Regions from separate parts of the Mus musculus genome. Here regions 1 and 2 are each linked to region 3. Evidence: chromatin contacts called from public HiChIP or PLAC-seq and promoter capture Hi-C data. All regions are on one chromosome and are shown on one strand. Each heading gives the region's core, a stretch centred on a gene start, on an enhancer-like site or on the middle of the called end of the contact. The rest is flanking DNA. Distances are from core to core; before and after follow the strand shown.

Region 1 (2,967 bases), core at 324-2,823, 160 kb after region 3:
CCCCTCTTCACTTAGGCCTGACAGCATGCTGAGGTAACTTACCTTACTTCTGGGTCAGCACCGTGTTGTAACAAGCAAAGCAAACTTTGTGGCTTGCGGTACTCGGCGGCCAGATGGATGGGAAAGATAGGCTGTGTCTGCTGCAGGGAAACCACAGTGCATTACAAACATGGTTACTTGGCACAGCTCACTGGTCCACAGTCTAAGGATGTTAGCATTGGCTTGGCTTCAGTTCATGCATTGAGATGTTGTATTTATTTGTTTGTTTGTTTTTGTTTTGTTTCTTGGCGAGAGTTTCCCTGTGTAGATGGAGCCTGGAATTCACAGACAGATCCAGCTGCCCCTGCCTCCTAAGGCATGTGCTATCATTCCTGGCTGAAGCTTTTCTCCTTGAGTTTAAATTACCATAACTGGTGAATTTAAATGACCCACTTTGTGTTTTAGAGCTGAGCATGTTAGTGCTCACCTGTAAATAATCCTAGCCCCTGGGGGGTGGAGGTGCAGGAGAGTCAGGAGTACGAGGCCGTCTCTGGCTATAAAATCAGGAGCAAATTGCTCTGAAATCATTTAGTCCTTAAATTAACCCACAAGTTGAATAGCAAGTACTTGTTACATTTTGTTTAGGTCTTGCCAAGCCATCATGAGCTATAAAATGTGGGTTTCTAAGGTTTCATAGGTGCTGTGGTCCATGTCCTTACTGTGATTGGTAGAGCTGAGGATGCTGGGTCCTAAAACACACCATGTCTGCAAGATGACAGACGAGTGAGACAAAGACGGGGGCCACTTTCCTTTTTTGGAAAAGAAAAAAAGTTAATTACAAAAGCAATGATCAACCAGCTTTGGGGGCTCATACCTATAATTCCAGCACTTGGGAGGTGGAGACAGGAGGATTGTTGCTTGCTTTAGGCAAGCTTGGGTAACATGGTGAGTTCTAGGCCAGCCTGGACTATAGAGTAAGCCCAGCCTCAAACAAACAGAAAATCTAGGAAGGTGTGTATAGGAAGTGAAAAATAATTCACCTTACATGACATCGTCGCTGTGGGTGTGTTCTGAGAGGAGGAGGGTACCCTTCTTCCAGCCACACAAGCTGTGTTCCATCCATCCATCTGTGTGTGGCGCAGGATGGAGGAGTTGCAGGCTAGGGTATGTGTACTGGACCTGGGGGATGGTCTGCGGAGCCCTATGTTTTGTGAAGTCCTCCAAAGTTCTGGGGTTAAAAGGGTGTGCCACCGCTTCCCGCTCTGTTGTTTCTTTACTGTGACAGAGAGGAGGGAGTACCTGGCTCAGTAGTCTGTAACGGGTGGAGTTGGCCAGGATGGTCAGGGGCTGGTTGACAGGGTGGTTTCTGAGAAGTGTCTTGATGGTGTTACAGTCTTCCTTGATGATGGCCTCATACAGTTTAGAGTGCAGGGTCGTGGCCAGGCTCTCCTCCACCAACGTGGCACCGTCAGCCACCAGGTCTCTGCTTCCTCTCTTGGTTATGTTTCCCATGAGAACGGCTTTAGAGCAAGGGCTTACAGGTGAGGGAGGCTGCTATGGAATTGGTTAGTCTCTCTTACCATGATGATTCCTTTGGCTCAGTTCTAGAACTGTTCTAGAATTATGTTTGTCAAAAGAATCCTTTGTTCGTTCTTTTTATTTTTTTTTTCAGTTTTTTTTTTTTTTTTTTTTTGAGACAGGCTTTCTCTGGAAGTCTCTGTGTAGATCAGGCTGGCCTCAAATGTAGAGACCCACCAGCCTCTGCCTCCCAAGTGCTGGGATTAAAGGCGTGTGCACTGAATCCATGTTATACTGGAGCCAGCCCGAGATTTTGTTCCCTCATTTATAGTACCAATTGCAAGCATCGTTTCTCAGCTTTTACACCAAACTGGCACCTTATGGCTAAAAGCATTTCTCTTTTCCCTTACATATCAACTATAATTAAATCTAATAGGACCAAGTGAGCTGGCCAGGGTAAGATGCCTGCCACCAAGAATGAGCACTTGAGCTCCACCCTGACGATCTACACAGTGGGACTCCTGAAGGTTGTCCTCTGACCTCGCTCGCCATGCCATGCCATGCCATGCCATGTATGCACAGTTTTTTAAAAAATTTGGAGGAGCTAGAGAAAGTACCCAAGGAGCTGAAGGGGTCTGCAACCCTATAGGTGGAACAACAATATGAACTAACCAGTACCCCGGAGCTCGTGACTCTTAACTGCATATGTAGCAGAAGATGGCCTAGTCGGCCATCATTGGGAAGAGAGACCCCTTGGTCTTGCAAACTTTATATGCCTCAGTACAGGAAAACGCCAGGGCCAAGAAGTGGGAGTGGGTAGGTAGGGGAGTGGGGGGTGGTATGGGGGACTTTTGGGATAGTATTTGAAATGTAAATGAAGAAAATACCTAATATAAAAAATTTGGAAATGGAAAAAAATAAAATGGAAAAAAATTATTCATTTATTTTATGTAGATGAGTACACCGTAGCTGTCTTTATGCACACCAGAAGAGGGCATTGAATCCCATTATAGATGGTGTAAGCCACTGTGTGCTTGCTGGGAACTGAACTCAGGACCTCTGGAAGAGCAGTCAGTGCTCTTAACTGCTAAGCCATCTCTTCAGCCCTGCACATACGATTTTTAAAAAACCAAACTCTTAGCAGGACCAAAATAGAGTAGGACATATATTAACATAAAAGTGAACTACATTTAATCTGTTAGCTTTAATTTTAGTAAAATCTTTTCTCCCAGTTACATGGTGATGTTGTTGCTATTATTCAAAACAGTCTCTTGCAGCTCTGGCTTGCTTCAAGCTTGCTATGTAGTTGAGGATGACCTTGAACCTCTGATCTTGCCACCCCCTCTCTAGTGCTGGATCGCAGATATATATATATATATATATATATGTGTGTGTGTGTGTGTGTGTGTGTGTGTGTGTGTGTGTGTTACTTTATGCCTTGTTGGAGTGAGGTCACAGTGCTTTGTTCGT
Region 2 (3,029 bases), core at 301-2,800, 160 kb before region 3:
AAACACAGTGGGTGTAGAGAGAACCCACAGTGCAGTTCTGTTATGTGGGGTCAGAGCAATCAGCCTATAAATTTGAGTATCCAAGGATTTACACTTAAGTTGTATAATACATGGCTTGTGCCTATATATAAAATCAAGTCACATAAGAACGATATTTATACACAAGTATTTTTGAAGATCATATGTTATAGATTACATAATATATATAACTTTATCATATTACATATATGCATAATATGTATAAGTGCTCACTCTTCATGCACACCAGAAGAGAGCATCAGATCCCATCACAGATGGTTGTGAGCCACCATGTGGCTACTGAGAATTGAACTTGGGACCTCTGGAAAAGCATCCAGTGCTCTTAACCTCTGAGCCATCTCTCCAGCCCCTCAAGTATTTAACAATTTTTTTTTTGTTGTTGTTGTTAAACATTGGTTTTGTGGATGAGTGTGTGTGTTAAATAGTGCTAATGTGGAAGTCACTATATAATGTGTACATTTGTTACCAGAACTCAAGAGGCCTTTAGTTTGTACTTCAAGCTCAACCTTTCATTAAAGAGCTGTATATTTGTACAGTAAAAATTTGAGCCGGGCGTGGTGGCGCATGCCTTTAATCCCAGCACTTGGGAGGCAGAGGCAGGAGGATTTCTGAGTTCGAGGCCAGCCTGGTCTACAAAGTGAGTTCCAGGACAGCCAGAGCTAGACAGAGACACCCTGTCTCGAAAAACAAAAAAAAAAAACAAAAAAAAAAAATTTGAGGAAGGAAGCCAGGCACATGAGAGATAGAGGCAGGTGGATCTCTGTGAATTTGAGGCCAGTCTGATCTATATAGTTCGAGGCTAGCTTAGACCATATAGTGTCCCTGTCTCTAAATAAATAAATAAATAAATAAATAAATAAATAAATAAATAAATAAATAAATAAATAAATAAAGAGTTTTCTAAAAGAGTTTTCATTACAGGTTGTGTGTGTGTGTGTGTGTGTGTGTGTGTGTGTGTGTGTGTGTGTGTGTGTGTGTGTGTGTACGTGTACATGTACACCCATTGCACAGAGGTAGAGTCCAGAGAACATCCTCTTGTACATATGAACTCGGGCTTGGTGGCAAGCACCGTTACCTGCTGAGTCATTGCACCAGCACAGCTTGTTTTCAAAGTTGTTCAGCAAAGATAAAGCTCATAGGATGGTGAGCTTTAAATTCTTGCTTTATGAAGCTCATTAAGACACCGTGCTTTTGAGGCAGGGTCTCCTATAGTCCAGACTGGGCCCCAACTCCCTATGCCTCCAACAATGGTGACTACAAATCCAGACAGGCATGAGACTCCCTGGGTCTGGAGTTACAGAGTCGTAAGCCTCCAGGTAGGTGCTGTGGCCTGAACTCGGGTCCTCTGGAAGAGCAGCCAGTGCTGCTAACCACTGAGCCAGCTCCCTAAGACCTTAAAACAAACACAACAAAAAAACCTCTGTTGTCTTGGAACTCACTCTGTAGATGAGGTTGGTATATACTTCTCTCTCCCAAGTCCTGGGGTTGAAGGTGCGTGCCAGCACATCCAGCTCGGCATAGTTGTTCAAGGGGTCCCTGGGTAGCACGCAGGAGCCGTTGGGTTCAATCCACAGCAACTCAAATTGTTTTAGAGGATGGGCGTGTGTCCTAGTGGTTTCCTTTCCCAATGTCACACACGCAAAGATGTCAGTAGAAAATCTAACCTGAAGGGGAACTTCCGGGAGCCACAGTGCTTGTGATACCCCTGAAAGGTAGTGTGGATCAAGGAAGGTCCTTCATTTGGAGCTAGGAAGACAAACTTACCGTGTCTGTGCATGCAAGGATCAGACCTGCCAGCAGAGGGAGCCACATGTCCACCTAGGCAAATGAGCTGCTTTCCAAAAGCTTTCTCTTTAAGTGGTTAGTTTATTGAGGTCTCTTTGTCTACCTGTTTCTATCTTCTTCCCTTCCTGCCTCTCGTCTCCCCGCTTCTGTCAAACTATCAAACTCACATTTTATTCATTCATATATATATATATATATATTCATGAATATGAATTCATTCATAATATATATTCATATATATGAATTCTCTCATTCATATATGTATATATATGAATGAGAGAATTTCACATACACATATATACATATATGTATATTCATATATATGTGAAATTATATATATAATATATGAAATCTATCTATATATGAAATATATATAATATATATGAATATATAAAATTTTCATATATATTTCATATATATATATGTGAAATCTCACACACATGTATTCTTTTTCTATACAAACAATATGTAACTCTGACTGACCTGCATACTGAACCCACTGTATAGCCCAGGCTGACCTAGAACTCTTGGCTACCCTGCTTCACCCACCTGGGTAATGGGATTATAAGCATACATCCTCATGTCTGGCTTTTAAAAAATTGTTTTAAAGAGTATTTTGAAGCTGGGTGGTGGTAAGTCCATGTTTTTAATCCCAGCACTTGAAAGACAGAGGCAGGTGATCTCTGTGAGTTCAAGGCCAGCCTAGCCTACAGAGAGAGTTCTATGGATCAGCCCCATGTCTAGGTTTAACTCGCATTTGATAAGTTTCCCATTTGTATTATTTTTTATACTTGAAGTTACACTCCATAAGACTACATGGCCCATGATAATACATTGAATTGTGTGTACATGATATCCATCGCTGAAGACTGAACCCAGGGCCCTGTGGATGCTAGGCAGCCAACCTCCTGGGTCACATCTGTAGCCCCAGTGTACATAGATACTTGAGAAGCACTAGATTTTACATAGCTTTGCTTATTTGTTAAAACATAAGGAAGTGGATTACATATAGAACAGTTTGATAGAAGTTAAAAATGTGTTTTGTATAACAAATGAGACAACAAAATAGATTCATGGTTCTGAACTCAGGATTCTGTATGTTCTTTTTTGTTTTGAGAAATAGTTTTATTATTTTATCTGTGTGTGTGTGAGAGAGAGAGAGAGAGCCACGTTTGTGCAGGTTACCCGAGTCCAGTCCCCTGGAG
Region 3 (2,727 bases), core at 214-2,713:
GTTATGCGAACTCTTCATAAACAGTATTATACAAGTTCTGGTAACATTTCAGTTTTAAGAAACTTTAAAAAAAGACACCACTTGGTTTTTAATTGTATTTTGGTAAACAGAATGATTAGCCGTAAAACTCTGCAAACCAAGTACTTACTGTAGTCTTGAATCAATGATTACAGAAAAGAAAGTGAAACTGTCCCTGAGTAAAAACAAATAAGTGTAACTCATTATTCACAGACCTAAGCATCTGAATGAGTGACATGGTAAAAGCAGAACGTTTAAAATGCATGCTTTGAAGAAAAGTTCTCCTCCATAAACAGCTGTGCGAACCTGGATCCGGTTGTTACTTTGTAAAAGGGGCGTTAACTAGTTTCCCCGACACTTTTTGTTACTTGAGTGTATTTACTTGAAAGAACCACAAACAAGCAAGTCCTAAGGCCTTCAGATATAAAAGAGCTATTCAACAAAAGTAATCTCAACTGTATTCTAGGGAGGTTAAAGTCCTAGATTGTAAAACTTTGGTCCCGTCAAATTTTCATTTCAAACATCTGAATCTGATCCCTCCCACCCGCCCTTTCCTCCAGGTAAGTTGGTTCTCTGTGCCCCAAAAGATAAAGAGCCTGGGGGAGGAAGGCACACTCGCTTTTTCGGAGGGGAAAGAGCTACGGGGCTCCTCCCCCCCACCCCAACACCCCCGGCTGTCCGCCTCTCTTGCGGGTGTCCGCTCCGCTACGGCGTGGGCAACTCGGGTGTTCTGCTGAGGAGCCTAGTGGACTGCGCCCGGGTGGGAAAGTTTGTCGGGGTGGGGTGGGGGCGGGGAGGCCAGCCCGGAGCTCCGAGGGGCGCCCTGGAGCCGGAGGTGGCAGCCACGCGGGGGGGCGGCGGGCGGGCCCCGGACGCCGGCTACGCCGGCTACACTGTCCCGGCGTGCACACGCCCACCCCGGCAGCTCCAAACGCGCCGGGCGGCCCGGTAGCTGCCGGCCGCCCGAGCAGCGGACCGAGGGGGCGGGCTGGGGCCGGTGGGGGTGGGAGCGCTGTGGCCATGGCAACCAGGGGGGTCCGGCCCTTCCGTGCAACCCCGGCGCTGCCTTCGCTGCGAGCCCGCCCGCCGTGGCCACCGCCTCCTGCTCTGCGGGCCTGGCCCGGCCGGGCGGCGGCAGCGCCAGTCCCGCAGCCGTGGGGTCCCCGGGCCGCCCGGCGGCTGTAGAGGGGGCGGCGGGCGAGGGGCCGCGCTAGTCCCGGCGGGCCGCGGCCGGCTGAAGGCGGCGGGGCGGCTGAGGCCGCGAACCAGGGACACGCGGCCCGGCCCCACGCCGGCCTGCAGCGGGCGGGAAGGAGGCGGGAGCTTACCTGACCCGGCTCGGCACTCGCTCCATCCCCCTCGGCCGCCGCCGCCGCCGCCGCCGCACACAGCCCAGCCGCCCGGCGGGGGACAATGACGTGCCTCCATCCGGGCACCGCCGCCGCCGCCTCCGGGTCAGCGCCGCACCCGCAGCTTGCCGGCCGGGCCGCCAGGGGGCGCACCAGGGCCGCGCCCGCACGCGCCGCCGCCACGGCCTCCGCCGCCCAGGGGCCGTCGCGCAAGAGGCGCGGCGCGCAGCTAACGGGCCGGGCAAACGCGGGAGGGGCCGTCGCCCAAGGGCGGCGGGGCGCGGGCTGGCCTCACGCGTCAGCTAAGCGCCGGGCTCCGCCGGAGAAAGCACACTGATTGGTCCGACGCCCTGATTGGCGGGATGCACTGATTGGCTGGGTGTCCGGCAGCAGGGCGGGGAGGGGCCGCTTCCGTTCAGAGTTCCCGGAGTGGCCCGGGTTGGGGCCCTAAAGCCAGTACACCTGAGCTCCCATCCCGGGAGACTCATGCCTCTCCTACGCGTGGCCCTGCGGACTACGGTGGCGAGGCCACTGGGCTCTGCGATCCACGGGCCCTCACCGCGATGGGGCCTCCGCTGTCTCTACCTTACGTAGCCCTGCCAGGCTAAAGAGCAGACCATGCACCCCCCTCAACGTCTCACTTCAAGTCTTAGCTCTCCAGATTGAGGCAACTGCGCCCCAGTCCTACAGTCATGCTTCTTGTTACTTCCTGGATCCTGAGGCTGGACAAAGTAGTTCATCCTTGTATTCTCTCCCCTCCAGCGCCTGCCTGTGGTACCCATTTAGTACACACCCCTGAAGAGCATTCACTGCTGATCAAAACCTTTCACCCCCTAGACCACCAGTTCACTACACCCTACTGACCTAAAGAGCTGTGGTCCTGCCCACCACCCACTTGCCTTCTCTCTCACTAAGCCTAGTCTAACTGACTCCTCCAGCACTCCACTCTGGTTTCACTATACTCTTGTGGACACAGTTTTTTGTTTTATTTTAAAACACAGATCAGAAGAAGAAGCTAAGCTCTTTAGCTTGGGCATTAAAAGTCCCATTTTAATGATTCCCAGTACAGGTGAGTCTGAGACAGGAGAATCACAAGTTTGAAGACACCCTGTGCTACAGAAGGACTCCCAGTCTCAAAACAAAACACCCAACTCCATATTTCCTTTTTCCTTTCATTTATTCCAGCCACAGCATGCTATGTTAAGCTTTTAACATTATAAAGAGGTCAGGAGCCTATACCTACTCATGCTACCAACTTCATTACAGTCCCTATAGGTTGGCTATAAAATGTCTATTGAGTATTTGGAGCAAAAAACTCAAGTACTTTGAGGAATTAAAAAGGAGAAAGAGAATCCTAGTT

What was found. Promoter capture Hi-C pulls out the DNA fragments that hold promoters and counts their contacts. HiChIP or PLAC-seq counts read pairs in DNA pulled down with a chosen protein or histone mark.
Region 1: a promoter capture Hi-C map of the HPC-7 cell line shows a contact between it and region 3, with 4 times the contacts expected there. The contact joins the promoter of Ankrd61 here to the promoter of Usp42 in region 3. A contact is called at or near these places in 19 of 39 promoter capture datasets (3T3-L1-derived adipocytes, the C10 cell line, the HPC-7 cell line and 13 more), 2 of 15 datasets of contacts at CTCF or cohesin (CD8 T cells and the NIH/3T3 cell line), 61 of 484 Hi-C or Micro-C datasets (the AML12 cell line, the Ba/F3 cell line, the C2C12 cell line and 41 more), 37 of 115 datasets of contacts at active chromatin or transcription factors (the 230-238 cell line, the NIH/3T3 cell line, the SCID.adh cell line and 25 more) and 4 of 9 other capture datasets (adipose tissue, embryonic stem cells, liver and 1 more).
Region 2: an H3K4me3 HiChIP or PLAC-seq map of fetal liver shows a contact between it and region 3, with 4 times the contacts expected there. The contact joins the enhancer-like site here to the promoter of Usp42 in region 3. A contact is called at or near these places in 21 of 39 promoter capture datasets (the 3T3-L1 cell line, 3T3-L1-derived adipocytes, the C10 cell line and 14 more), 1 of 15 datasets of contacts at CTCF or cohesin (large pre-B cells), 10 of 484 Hi-C or Micro-C datasets (CD8 T cells, the G1E-ER4 cell line, the N1E-115 cell line and 7 more), 34 of 115 datasets of contacts at active chromatin or transcription factors (the 230-238 cell line, the NIH/3T3 cell line, the SCID.adh cell line and 21 more) and 4 of 9 other capture datasets (adipose tissue, embryonic stem cells, liver and 1 more).

The regions. Positions count from the first base shown.
Region 1 is chr5:143,893,494-143,896,460 of GRCm38.p6, forward strand. Ankrd61 (ankyrin repeat domain 61) reads right to left here and starts at 1,574. Exons shown (of 3, transcript NM_025732.4): 1 at 1,279-1,574; 2 at 43-140. The coding sequence starts at 1,491. The region is part of intron 11 of Eif2ak1 (eukaryotic translation initiation factor 2 alpha kinase 1); the gene reads left to right.
Region 2 is chr5:143,566,226-143,569,254 of GRCm38.p6, forward strand. No RefSeq gene overlaps it. Among named protein-coding and RNA genes, the nearest start is that of Fam220a, 19 kb to the left of the region's middle. Within about 2 kb of position 1,551, at least 28 of the 459 cell types and tissues checked have an H3K27ac peak or open chromatin away from gene starts, as enhancers often do. A contact at or near this core is called in the G1E-ER4 cell line, the HPC-7 cell line, bone marrow-derived macrophages and 3 more, where this site is marked.
Region 3 is chr5:143,730,817-143,733,543 of GRCm38.p6, forward strand. It overlaps Usp42 (ubiquitin specific peptidase 42), which reads right to left and starts at 1,464. Exons shown (of 18, transcript NM_029749.2): 1 at 1,347-1,464. Gm38737 (a long non-coding RNA gene) reads left to right here and starts at 1,639. Exons shown (of 3, transcript XR_868672.3): 1 at 1,639-2,727.